Regions from separate parts of the Sus scrofa genome. Here region 1 is linked to region 2. A link is a contact called in public Hi-C data. All regions are on one chromosome and are shown on one strand. The core of a region is the stretch at or near the end of the contact, and the rest is flanking DNA. Distances in the headings are between cores, read along the strand shown.

Region 1 (5,699 bases), core at 624-3,123, 1.5 Mb before region 2:
CAAAGAGTCATTACCGCACTAATTCTGGACCAAATTCTTCATATTTACTTATCTAACATTAAACCATTAATAACAATCCCATCATCCACAACACAGTTCTCAACAGTTGGCTCTCCAACCAACTGGGACTCAACACTTAAAAAAATTTTAAGAGGAAAAAAATTTTAAGAGGGCCAATAATGCTTTATTACAAGTATCTATGATCAGTTGCTCACAGAATACACAACTTGATAAACCATCATGTAGTACATAACACTGTATTTTAAAAAGGTTAAGATTACTTGAGAAATACTTAAAATGATTAACCTAAGGGAAGAGGAAAAAACACATTACACACTACAAAATATTTCAGACATTGATTCTAAAGGGAAAAGGGAGTTACAAAAGCAGATTTTCATTTGCGAACAAAACTAACCTGGGTTAAAGAATAGAAATATTACTGTTATTTATTTGATAATTTCTGGACAAGCTTGCAATTATTTTCAAACAAAATTATTAGAGTCTAAGTCCAACATCTTGCTTCCACCTGTCCTTGATGTGAAAATCCAAGGTTTTGTTTGTTTGTTTTTTACTGGAGTATAGTTGATTTACAACGCCAAGGACTTCTCTCAATAAGATCAGTCACAAATACCAAACAAATAGCTCAAATGAACTTGTCTCTCCAGAAACAAACACAGAATCCCATAAAAAGGAGTGGGTTTCTGCAGGACATCATAAATTACTGTCCTTCTCCCCTGCACAACTAACTGAACACCTCAAAAAGTATCACTTAACAAAGTCACCAAGATATGGATAAGAATGATACAGACCTCTTAAAAAATAATAACAAAAAATTTTTTCCATAACTCTATCTCATGTTTCTTGCACTTATAAATAACTGTAACTAAAATGTAGCTATGCGCACTATAACAGCAATAAAAATTGATACAATAAAAGGTAACTTTTAAGTTGTGGAAAATAAACCTGCTTTTCCAATATATGGTAAGATTCGATCTGCATGCTCTTACATATCCTAAGAAAAGCGTTAACCATAAATTTAACTATGGACGCAGGTGCACAGCAGGAAAAAGGTATATCAAAACCCCACCTGTATATCTGTTTTCAACCATTTGGAATCAAGTCGAGCCTGGGCAGCCAAACAGAAAGAATCAGAAGGCATCTTTCTCCTGGTTTCCTCCCAGCTGTAAAACCTGAAAGTAAAAACAGAAATGTTGAAGCCATAAACCTTTTCAAAATTTTACAAAGACCCTCCCGCAAGGTTTAATGCCGCAAAAAAAAAAAAAAAAAAAAAAAAAAAAAGCGAGAAAGAACAGAAAGGAGGGAGGGGAAAAGCGCTGGGGGAGGGGAGTGAGAGAAAAGAGGAAAAGAGAAAGATGGAGCGAGAAAGGAAAAAGCCTACTTCCACTCCAAGTAAGAGACCTTGAGAATGGACGGTCACAGAAACCAAATCACAATGTCATCCATCCCCTTCCCTTAAATCCAAAAGGTAAACACGCTAACAGACTGCAGGAAGCCCACATCTCAACAACAAATGACACTAGCATGCATCTGCCGCTTTACCTCTGACCAGCGACTGGTGAGTGAAATAAATTAATCAAACTTCACGTCTGCAGAAAAATCCAAAACAATAATCACTTGGAAATGAGAAGGCAGCCAAGACCCGCGCCGCCGGCGGTCCGCGCAGGCCAAGGTCCGGCGGCTGCGCCAACGCCCGCCGTGCACCGGCTCGGCCTGGCCCGGGCCCGCACCGCCCCAGCGGCCGGCCGCCCTCGCCGCCCCGCGGGGACGAAGACCTGACGGCAGAGGCCCGGCCGCCTGGCTCCGGCGAGCGTAGACACAGCCTCAGCAGCCAGCGGTCGCGATCCCGGCGCCTCCCGCGGCCCAAGGGGCGGGCGGACGGGAGGTGCCTCCCCCCGCTACCCAGCCAATGGCATGGAGGTGTCTCCGAGGGTCCGGCCAATGAGGAGGATAAGCCTGCTCGCCCCGCCTCCGGACTCTTCAGCTTCCTCCAATCCGACCCGTCTTCCTCCTCGGGCTCATCCCTTGCGGTCAGGGCCAACCGCAAACGCCCGGAGGCGGGATTTCCGCTGCCCACACGCACGCACGAACAAGCTTCTGCCGGGTCTTCGCACTGCGCTCTCAAAAAGCCAGGCTGCCGGTTGGTGGTCTCAATGCTGGAGGAGGTCCAGGTTTTTGCGGGCGCAGTTCTTGGAGGTGAGGCTGTCTGGGCTCTGCAAGAGCCTCCTCCAGTCTGTCCCGCTGAATGCAACCGGAGCACCTGGTAGCCGGAAACTCGGAGAAGGCAATGAAAGCTTTTAGTTCCAGTGAACGAGTAGCCAGAAAACAATTCTTAAGAAATTTAAAACAAAGTCTTACAGGGTATGTTCTCTGATCGTAATAGAGTTAACTCAAATCAATGAGACACAGGACAATCCCAAAACACTTGGAAGTATAACAATACAGTTCTAGATAATCAATAATCTGAAAGGAAAGGAACTATTTTTAATTGAACAAAAATTAAAATAATACATCAGAATTACAAGAGCACAACTAAAGTACTGATTAAAATGAGACTAACTGCTTATCTTAGAAAATAAGAAAGGCCCCAAATGAACAATGTAAGAAAATAGGAAAAGAAAAGCAACACACACCCAAAATAAGAAGAGGGCAGAAATAGTAAAGGAGCGGAAATAAATGAAATTGAAAACAAAAAAATATAGAGAAAAATCAATGAAACTAAAAGCAATCCTTTGCAAAGATTGTATGATAAGACATACAAGCTACAAAGAACAGGAAATGCAGCTGAGTTACCACTAAAGACTGGAAGGACAGTGAGGATATACAAATTGCTCCCACCATCCAAAACAGAATTCCTATGAAAATTTTGGGAGTGAAAACTATGTAAAGCAAAGAAGTATTTGCCTTAGGACACATCTTGCTAAGGGATGCACAAAATAAATCAAGGTAAAGCTCAGATGCAGACACCAGCATCTCTGGTGGTTAGATGCTGAGATGCTGAGTGTAATTAGTTCCCAGGGAAAGTGCTTGGCAGTGCCACTTGCTGCCTGGGGTATAGGCTACCTCTAGAACAGCTCACTGCAAAATAAACATTGAACACTATTTTCACTTTTTGCCTTTTTTCATGGAAGCAAAAAGTTCCCTTTGCATTTCTTTGGTTATTGAAAACAGTAATGTAGATCTCTTCGTGAAAGCAAAGTGACATAAAGTGAACTTCTGAAAAAAAAGCATGGGGATACCTGTACCAGAAACAATTCTATACATACACATTTGACAATTTGTATTAAAAAGACTAATTCCATGGAAGTTGTACACTACCAAAACTCACTCAAAATGAAATAGATAACTTGAACAGAACTATACCTATTAAATTATGGATTTCCTGTGGCCTAGCAATTTAAAAGGATCCACTGCTGTCACTCCTGTAGCTCAGGTCATTGCCATGGCACAGATTCAGTCCCTGGCCCGGGATCTTCCACATGCTTTGGATATGGCCAAAAATAAAAAAGAAATTCAGTTTACAGTTTAAATCTTCCAAAAAAGAAACCTCCAGGCCCAGATTGTTTGATTGGTTGCTTTTGCTTTTACCAAATAAATAATAAAGAAGTAGCACCAATTCTATACAAACTCTTCCAGAAAATTGAAAAGGACTGAACATTTTCATTCTATAAGCCCAGGATTACCATGAAAAACCAGGAAAACCAGGAAAAAAAAAAAAAAACTATGAAAAAACTGAAGATCAATATCCCTCATAAACAAACACAAAAATTGTGGCCAACTTACAGCAAGTTGATTCTATCAACATACAGAAAGAATAATACAGCATAACCAAGTGGAGTTTATCCCAAGAATTTGATTGATTTAACGTTCAAAGCTAAGTGTAATTCACCATGAGATCATCTCAACAGATTTTAAAAAACAGGTTTTGATAAAGTTCAATCTCGTTATAAAAACTCTCAGCAAACTGCCAGGAGAAGAGGGCTCCTCAACCTGATAATGCACATTTATGAAAACCTACATGCAAGCCAAAACAAAAGCCAAAAGAACAAGGTTGGAAAGGATAGGAAAACTTACTCCAAAACTACAGTAAACAAAACAGTATGATACTTCCAAAAAGATAAATGTATAAATCAATGAAATAGAATACAGAACCCAGAACAAACATTCACATGTCTGGTCCAATTGATCTCCAACAAAACCATTCAATCATGAAAGGACAGACTTCAATAAATGGTTCTGGGAAAACTGGATATCCACATGCAAAAGAATGAAGTTGGGCCCTTACCTTATACCATATATAAAAATTAACTCAAATTTGATCAAACCTGAAAGTAAGAACTAAGAGTATATTAACTCTTAGAAGAACATATAGGGGGAAAGCTTCATGACATTGGATTTAGCAATGATTTCCTAGATATGACAAAAAAGCACAAGAAACAAAAATAAATAAGTTGAATAAAATAGCTCTGTATATTCCTAATCTTATTTAGGTTCCTACTTCTTATCTATTTCCCCCACCTCTACTTCTAAACCCAGACAATCTTCAGCAACATCTTCAATTTATTTATTTTTTTGGCCACACCCATGGCATGCAGAAGTTTCCAGGCCAGTGATTGAACCTGTGTCACAACAGCAACCCAAGCCATAGCACTGACAACCCTGGACCCTTAACCCACTAGGCCACCAGGGAACTCCCAATTTATTTTTTAATATCATCTTCATGTTACTATTCAATGAAAGCTCTGTTGTCCCCTGTGGAAAACAATGTCTTTTTTATTCTCCCACATCTGAACATCTTAGGGTGTGAAGTGCCGCCTGCTACTTTTAAAACCATTATCCTCCTGCTTCACTTAACAAAACGACAAAAACACCAAACTTCTTTGAAACATTTTCTACCAGACTAGACCACTTTCTGCTCCTGACTGCAGTCATCCACACTGCTTTTCATCACTTCTCATGTTCACTGATGGTTTAAGCACTCAGCTCATGACCTTTTTCCCACTGCTACCAATGGACCCATTCTCACAGGCTTTCCTAGCACAAGAGTCACCTACCCAGAGGACACAAGACTTTAGAGTAGTTGCCTATACTCAGATGAGATATCTTGGGTGCAATAAACAAAGAACACACAGCTTCGGTGACCTGGGAGTAGTTTCTAGAAAACTGGGATTTATCAAGCAGGGAGACAAGGTCCTGTGCCTTAGAAGGTATACATACTCTATTCTTAAAGACCTGGGGAAAAAAATAGCAAACGAGGCCAATTCTTGGTGTTGTGGGAGTAGTTACTTACAGTCTGAACTTAGAAACCAGGATCAAGCGGAGGAGATGTGGTCTTGGTAACCCTGAGATTATGCGCCCATATTCAGAACATAGAGATCTGGGATCTATCCAGAAAAAGAGATAAGGTAGATACTCTGAGTGTAGTTGCCATACTCAGAGAGGTTACCTGGAATGCAATAAGGTGAGGAGGCGACATGATGTCCTCACAGCAGCTGACCCGAGATCAAATAAGAAGAAAATACAAAGTGCCCTGAAAGTGGATTCTTTCACTCAAATCCTAGAAATTTGAGATTCAACATGCCCATTTTTAAAAGTTTTTATGTTTGGGGAGTAGTGGATCATGCTTAGAAACTAGAGGCTTGTTTGTTTGTTTGTTTGTTTGGTTTTGCTTTCTAGGGTTG
Region 2 (5,538 bases), core at 2,012-4,511:
GAGAAGAAAGTAGAGAACAGCTTCTGAGTACTCATCCAGCAGTATCTCTTATGCTTCATACAAACAGTAGAAGAAATAACATTTTATTTAGAATTGCTGGACCTACAAAATCCAAGAGAACTTCCCAAAAGACAACCCTGTCATAATACAATTTGATAAAACAGCTGGATATTTTATCAATTACCAAGTCAACAACTTTATCTATACCTGTGATATCCAATTACATGAAATTGTAAAGGCCTATCTCAAATTAGTGACAAACTACACACATACATAAAATATCTAGAAATAAACTTAAAGTCAATATGTGACATATATAAGAAAATATACATACAATAAAACCTAAATAAATTTAATGCACTTCCAAACAGGAGCCCAGCTGGGCTCTTTTGGAACTGGAAAGGAATTATGTTCAAGGTTAACATCTATAAATACCCAAAAATTTCTTGAGAAAGAATACATTGCTTAAGTAAGCAAATAAGATATATTATATAGCACAGCAAAGTAGAGACATTACTTTGTAATAACTTTAAATGGAGTATAATCTATAAAAATATCAAATCACTACACCTTAAACTAATACAATATTGTAAGTTAACTATAAATTCAATTTAAAAAATGCACTGTTTTTATAGTCAATTAAAACAGAATGCATTGCTCTACCAGATAATGAAGCTTACTATAAAATTAGAATAATCAAAATAATACAGAATCATAACAAAAACAGGCAAGTGAACTGTGAAACAAAAGTCTAGAAATAAATCTAGATATGTGTGGGAATTCAATATAAGATAAAGTGGGCTTTCTAGAGTTCCCGTAATGGCTCAGTGGTTAACGAATCTGACTAGGAACCATGAGGTTGCGGGTTCGATCCCTGGTCTCGCTCAGTGAGTTAAGGATCCGGCGTTGCCCTGAACTGTGGTGTAGACTGCAGACGCTGCTCGGATCTGGCGTTGCTGTGGCTCTGCCGTAGGCAGGTGGTTACAGCTCCGATTAGACCTCTAGCCCGGGAACCTCCACATGCCGAGGGTGCGGCCCTAGAAAAGACAGAAAGACAAAAAAAAAAAAAAAAAAAAAGATATAGTGGGCTTTTTAATTTAGTGGGAAAGGAAGTCTTCTTCAATAAATGGTTTGGGCATAACTGAGTAAATAGCTAAAGGAAAATCCACCTAAAGCTATATAAAAACTTAATTCCACATGGGCCAAAGATCTAAATTTTCAAGAAACATATTAGAATGCCTTCATGATATAGTTCCTCAAAAGAAATTTAAGGTGGAGTAGAATTTATAAAAACTAATTGAGTTTACACTGCAAAATATTTTGGTGCCTTTTGTTCCAGAAGAGTAGTTTTATAGTGTAGGTAGACTAAGAACTACCAGGAAATGGTTCACCATTAATTTAAATATGGTTCCTTTTTTTTTTTATTATTCCCCTGACTCTTCATCTATAAATTTCCTTTTTTTATTTAAGAACTGATTGAGGGAGTTCCCACTGTGGCTCATCCAGTTAAGAACCCAACTAGTATCCATGAGGATGTGGTTTGATCCCTGGCCTCACTCAATGGGTTAAAGATCTGGCTGGCATTGCTGCAAGCTGCAGCGTAGGTGGTAGATGTGGCTCAATTGCGGTTGTGGCATAGGCAACTGAGTTGCTGTGATTGTGGCATAGGCCAACAGCTGCAGCTCCAAATGACCTGTAGCCCAGGAACTTGCAAATGCTGCAGGTGCAGCCCTAAAAAAAAAAAAATAAAAAAAAAGAAAGAAAGAAAGAAAAGAACTGATTGAGGGTTCAACTACTTAATGTTTTAATCTAGTTTCTAAACTATAATTCTGATCAAAGTCCTATTTACATGAAACTTTCTAGGAATACATTAGGAAAATTATACCGACATCATTTAAATCCAACTTGACTTTTCATTTATTAGTAATAAAACATCCACATCAAAGGAGTACTCAAAGTCAAGTACTTACAAATAGTGCCTTCTCTCTCATTTTAACATTTAAGAATAAAATAAGAAACTACAGAAAAATCTGTTAAGTTCAAAAACACAGGCATTTCCTCTCACCAAGTCATGATTGCAACATTAGTACACATTCCATACCTCAACATCTTTCCTTTCCAAACCAAAAATGATGTTTTCATAGTTTAAGTCATTTTTTTACATCACTCCTATTTAAAGCATACATCATTTATTAAATGGAAATCTGTATTATGTGTACATACATACACACACAATATTAATTACACGGAATACTATCGATCCCATAAAAATTTGTTAGACAAGTCTAATAACATAGTGATATAAAAGAAACTTTTCCCTAGAAATCACTTACCGTGTACCATCACACACACAAAATTTTTTTTTAATTCAATGGGAAAAGCTGGTGTAACGCAATGTACTTTGCTGTAATAGAATAAACAGCACAACTTGTGCTCAGGTAAACAGTACAGTTTATGATTCTGCTAACCGACTTCCAAGGTTTGCAGCCCTGTTCACTAAGTGTGACTCAGAGATTGCCGGTGCCATGGCAACTCTCAGGTGTAGCAACAGGCAGCCAAGAGAACAGCCATGACATCAGACACTCTTGACAACAAAACAAGAGGCGCAGGTGAGGGACGAGATTTCCAGCCAGACTCAGGGGATGAGGGGTGTAGCCCGAGGAAGGAAAAGGTGGGCAAATTCTAGGAATCCAGGGAAGGGAGATGGGAACATTAATTACATTAGATCGTCCCGCCCCGCCCCGCCCCGCCCACTCCCCAACAGTCTACACTTGTCTGGGAAGAGCAAAAGATCCAGGCAGGACAGAGATGAACAGCGAAGAGGATGGAAATGAGCAAATAGGGTAGAAGGGATATGGTCCCCAGCCGGGGTCCTCTCAGCGCCTGCCGAAGAGAGCAAGAGGAGGGAGTGAGGGCAGCACTCACCAGGGTCGTTCCAGCCCCGGGTAGGGCCCGCGATCAGCAGAAGCAAAAGGAGACCGAAGAAAGGGCAGCATCTGGTCGCTTTCGGCCCGCCGGCCGCCGCCATGGCGCTTGGTGAAGATGGCGCGCAGCTGCGGGGTGCTCGCGGGCCAGAACACCAGGCTGCGGAAATCCGCGAGGCCCTACGCAACGAAACTGCAGCTCGGGCCGCGGAGAGAAGACGATCTCTCCGTAGACCCGCAGCCTCAAGGAAGGTCGGTGCGCCTGTCTAACGTCACTGCCGCTGAGGCGCGTGGGGGAACAGGAATGGTCGAAGCTTGGCCCCGCCCCAGGGGCTCAGAGCCGCTGAGGGCGGTGGTGGGGGCAGGGTGGTGGTGGGGGCGGGGCGGGCCGCGTTAAGGGCGGAGCCAAGGGCGAGAAGCAGGGCCTGGGGGCGGGGCCGCGGGCCGGCCTCCTGCGGATTCACGGTGAAGGTGCTGTGGTTGAAGAGAGTGAAACCATCGCAAAGCAAAAGCTAATGTAGTTAAGTGATGTATTTACAAAACCTCAATAACCTTCCAGAGGAAAGTTACTGTGCCTTAATCAACTTTATGGCTTCAGCACTTAGCATAATTCGTGTTCTATTAGTTTGCTAAATACATAGGAGATTTAAAGAGAGAGAGCGTGGAAATATATTGTCTAGTTTCAGAAGCTCAGAACTTTTATACATTTCCTCCAACGTGGAGGCAGTGGGAATTTACAAGATATGAGGAGTAAAAACTAACACCTAAAGAAAGAACCAGCCAGACAAAACTGTTCTAAGAATGCGTAAGAATTATCTTTGAGGTCTGACATGTCTGGGGGAGAATTCCTTCATTCATTACTTCAACAAATACAGGATGAATGCCTAGTATGTGTCAGGTGCTATTTTAGGCTGGAGGCGACACCATCCTTGAACTCATGGAGCTTACATTGAGGAGAAATAGGACAAACAAATTACATACTAAGTTAGTAAATGAAGATGAAGTGATAAGTGCACTGATGGAAATAAAATAAGATGATACAAAGAGACTGGGAGACAATCAGGGAGGACCTTGCTGAGGAAGTGATTTTGAAGCTTTGAGACCTGAATGATGGGAGAATATACAGATCAGGGGAAGAGGTTTCTCCACCTGAGGAACAGTGGATGCAAAAGCCCTAGCTTTGTGTTTTGAGGAACACCGTTCACTAATTTGATGAGTATCTTAATATATTTAGTACCTACCACTACCTAACAGTACCTGCAGGCACTGTTCTAGGCACTGGAGATTCTGCAATGAATGAAACAAAATGTAGTGGTTGGAAGAGGCAAACAAAGCCAGTACAACTGAGGCAAAGTAAACTTGGAGAAACGTGGAACAAGAGAAGGCGTAACAGTGGTGGCTTGGAGTGGGACTGAAATAAAGATAACCACATGTCAGGTTCAAGGTAACTGTCAAGACCCAAGCAGATGTCAAATAGACACTTGGATATACAAGTCTGGACTTCAAGGTAAGGTAAACTATGCAGTTGTTATCAAAATAAAAATAGTATTTAGTGCTACAGGAAGAGATACAATACATAGGATCCGGCATTGCTGCAGCTGAGGCATAAGCATAGGTCACAATTGCAGCTTGGATTCAATCTCCGGCCCAGGAACTTCTGTATGCCATGGGTGCGGCTGGTGCGTGGGGGGGGGGGGGGGGGGATTACAGCTTTACAAAACTGTGGAGAGTATTAAATCAGATAAATGTTTATAGCAGCTGCTCAATAAACAATAGCTCTCTTCCTCTCACCCTCATCCTATCTTTGCAAATTGAGGTGGGAAGATAAGCCATCTGAAAGAAAAGTTTTGAAACTTTGAAAGGTAACACTGATTAACTATTATATAAGAATATTTAGAGAACATTCAAAGGATGTAACATTAATGCTTAGATTCACTTGGAAAACTAATGAAGAAAAATTCCTGACATTCTTTCTCAGACACTTACTATCAAGCTTTAATATGCATAGGACTCCTTTGGGATGCTGGCTACAGCTCCGATTAGACCCCTAGCCCAGGAACCTCCATATGCTGAGGGAGCGGCCCTAGAAAAGGCAAAGACAAAAAATCAAAAAAACTTGAGATTCCTGTGCTCTGCCCACAAAAGTTCTGATTCAGAGGTCTGGAGTGGGAGTTCCCATTGTGGTGCAGTGGAAACAAATCTGACTAGGAACCATAATGGCTGCAGGTTCAATCCCTGGCCTCGCTCAGTGGGTTAAGGATCTGGTGTTGCCATGAGCTGTAGTATAGTTCGAAGTTGTGGCTCGGATCCCATGTTGCTGTGGCTGTGGCGTAGGCTGGCAGCTACAGGTTCGATTATACCCCTAGCTTGGGAAACTCCACATGCCTCGGATGCAGCCCTAAAAAGCAAAATAAATAAATAAATAAAAGGTCTGGAGTAAGACCCAGGAATTTGCATTTTGAGGAAGCATCCAAAGACTTCTGTTGTAGTTGGTCTTTGAAATATAACATTTAGAAATATTGTTTTTAAGGTCTCAACTGACTCTAGACAACATTTGTAGGCCAAAAAGTAGTCCTTAAGGCAGTGAGTGTTTTGTTTTGTTTTGCTTTTTGCT

The links. A called contact is a pair of places that touch in the nucleus more often than the background predicts.
Region 1: a Hi-C map of liver shows a contact between it and region 2, with 7 times the contacts expected there. The contact joins the promoter of HERC2 here to the promoter of SARAF in region 2. A contact is called at or near these places in 1 of 5 promoter capture datasets (liver) and 1 of 47 Hi-C or Micro-C datasets (liver).

Annotation. Positions count from the first base shown.
Region 1 is chr15:56,434,291-56,439,989 of Sscrofa11.1, reverse strand. HERC2 (E3 ubiquitin-protein ligase HERC2) reads right to left here and starts at 1,873. Exons shown (of 93, transcript XM_021075345.1): 1 at 1,561-1,873; 2 at 1,088-1,190. The coding sequence starts at 1,159.
Region 2 is chr15:54,931,713-54,937,250 of Sscrofa11.1, reverse strand. SARAF (store-operated calcium entry-associated regulatory factor) reads right to left here and starts at 3,261. Exons shown (of 6, transcript XM_001924775.4): 1 at 2,926-3,261. The coding sequence starts at 3,028.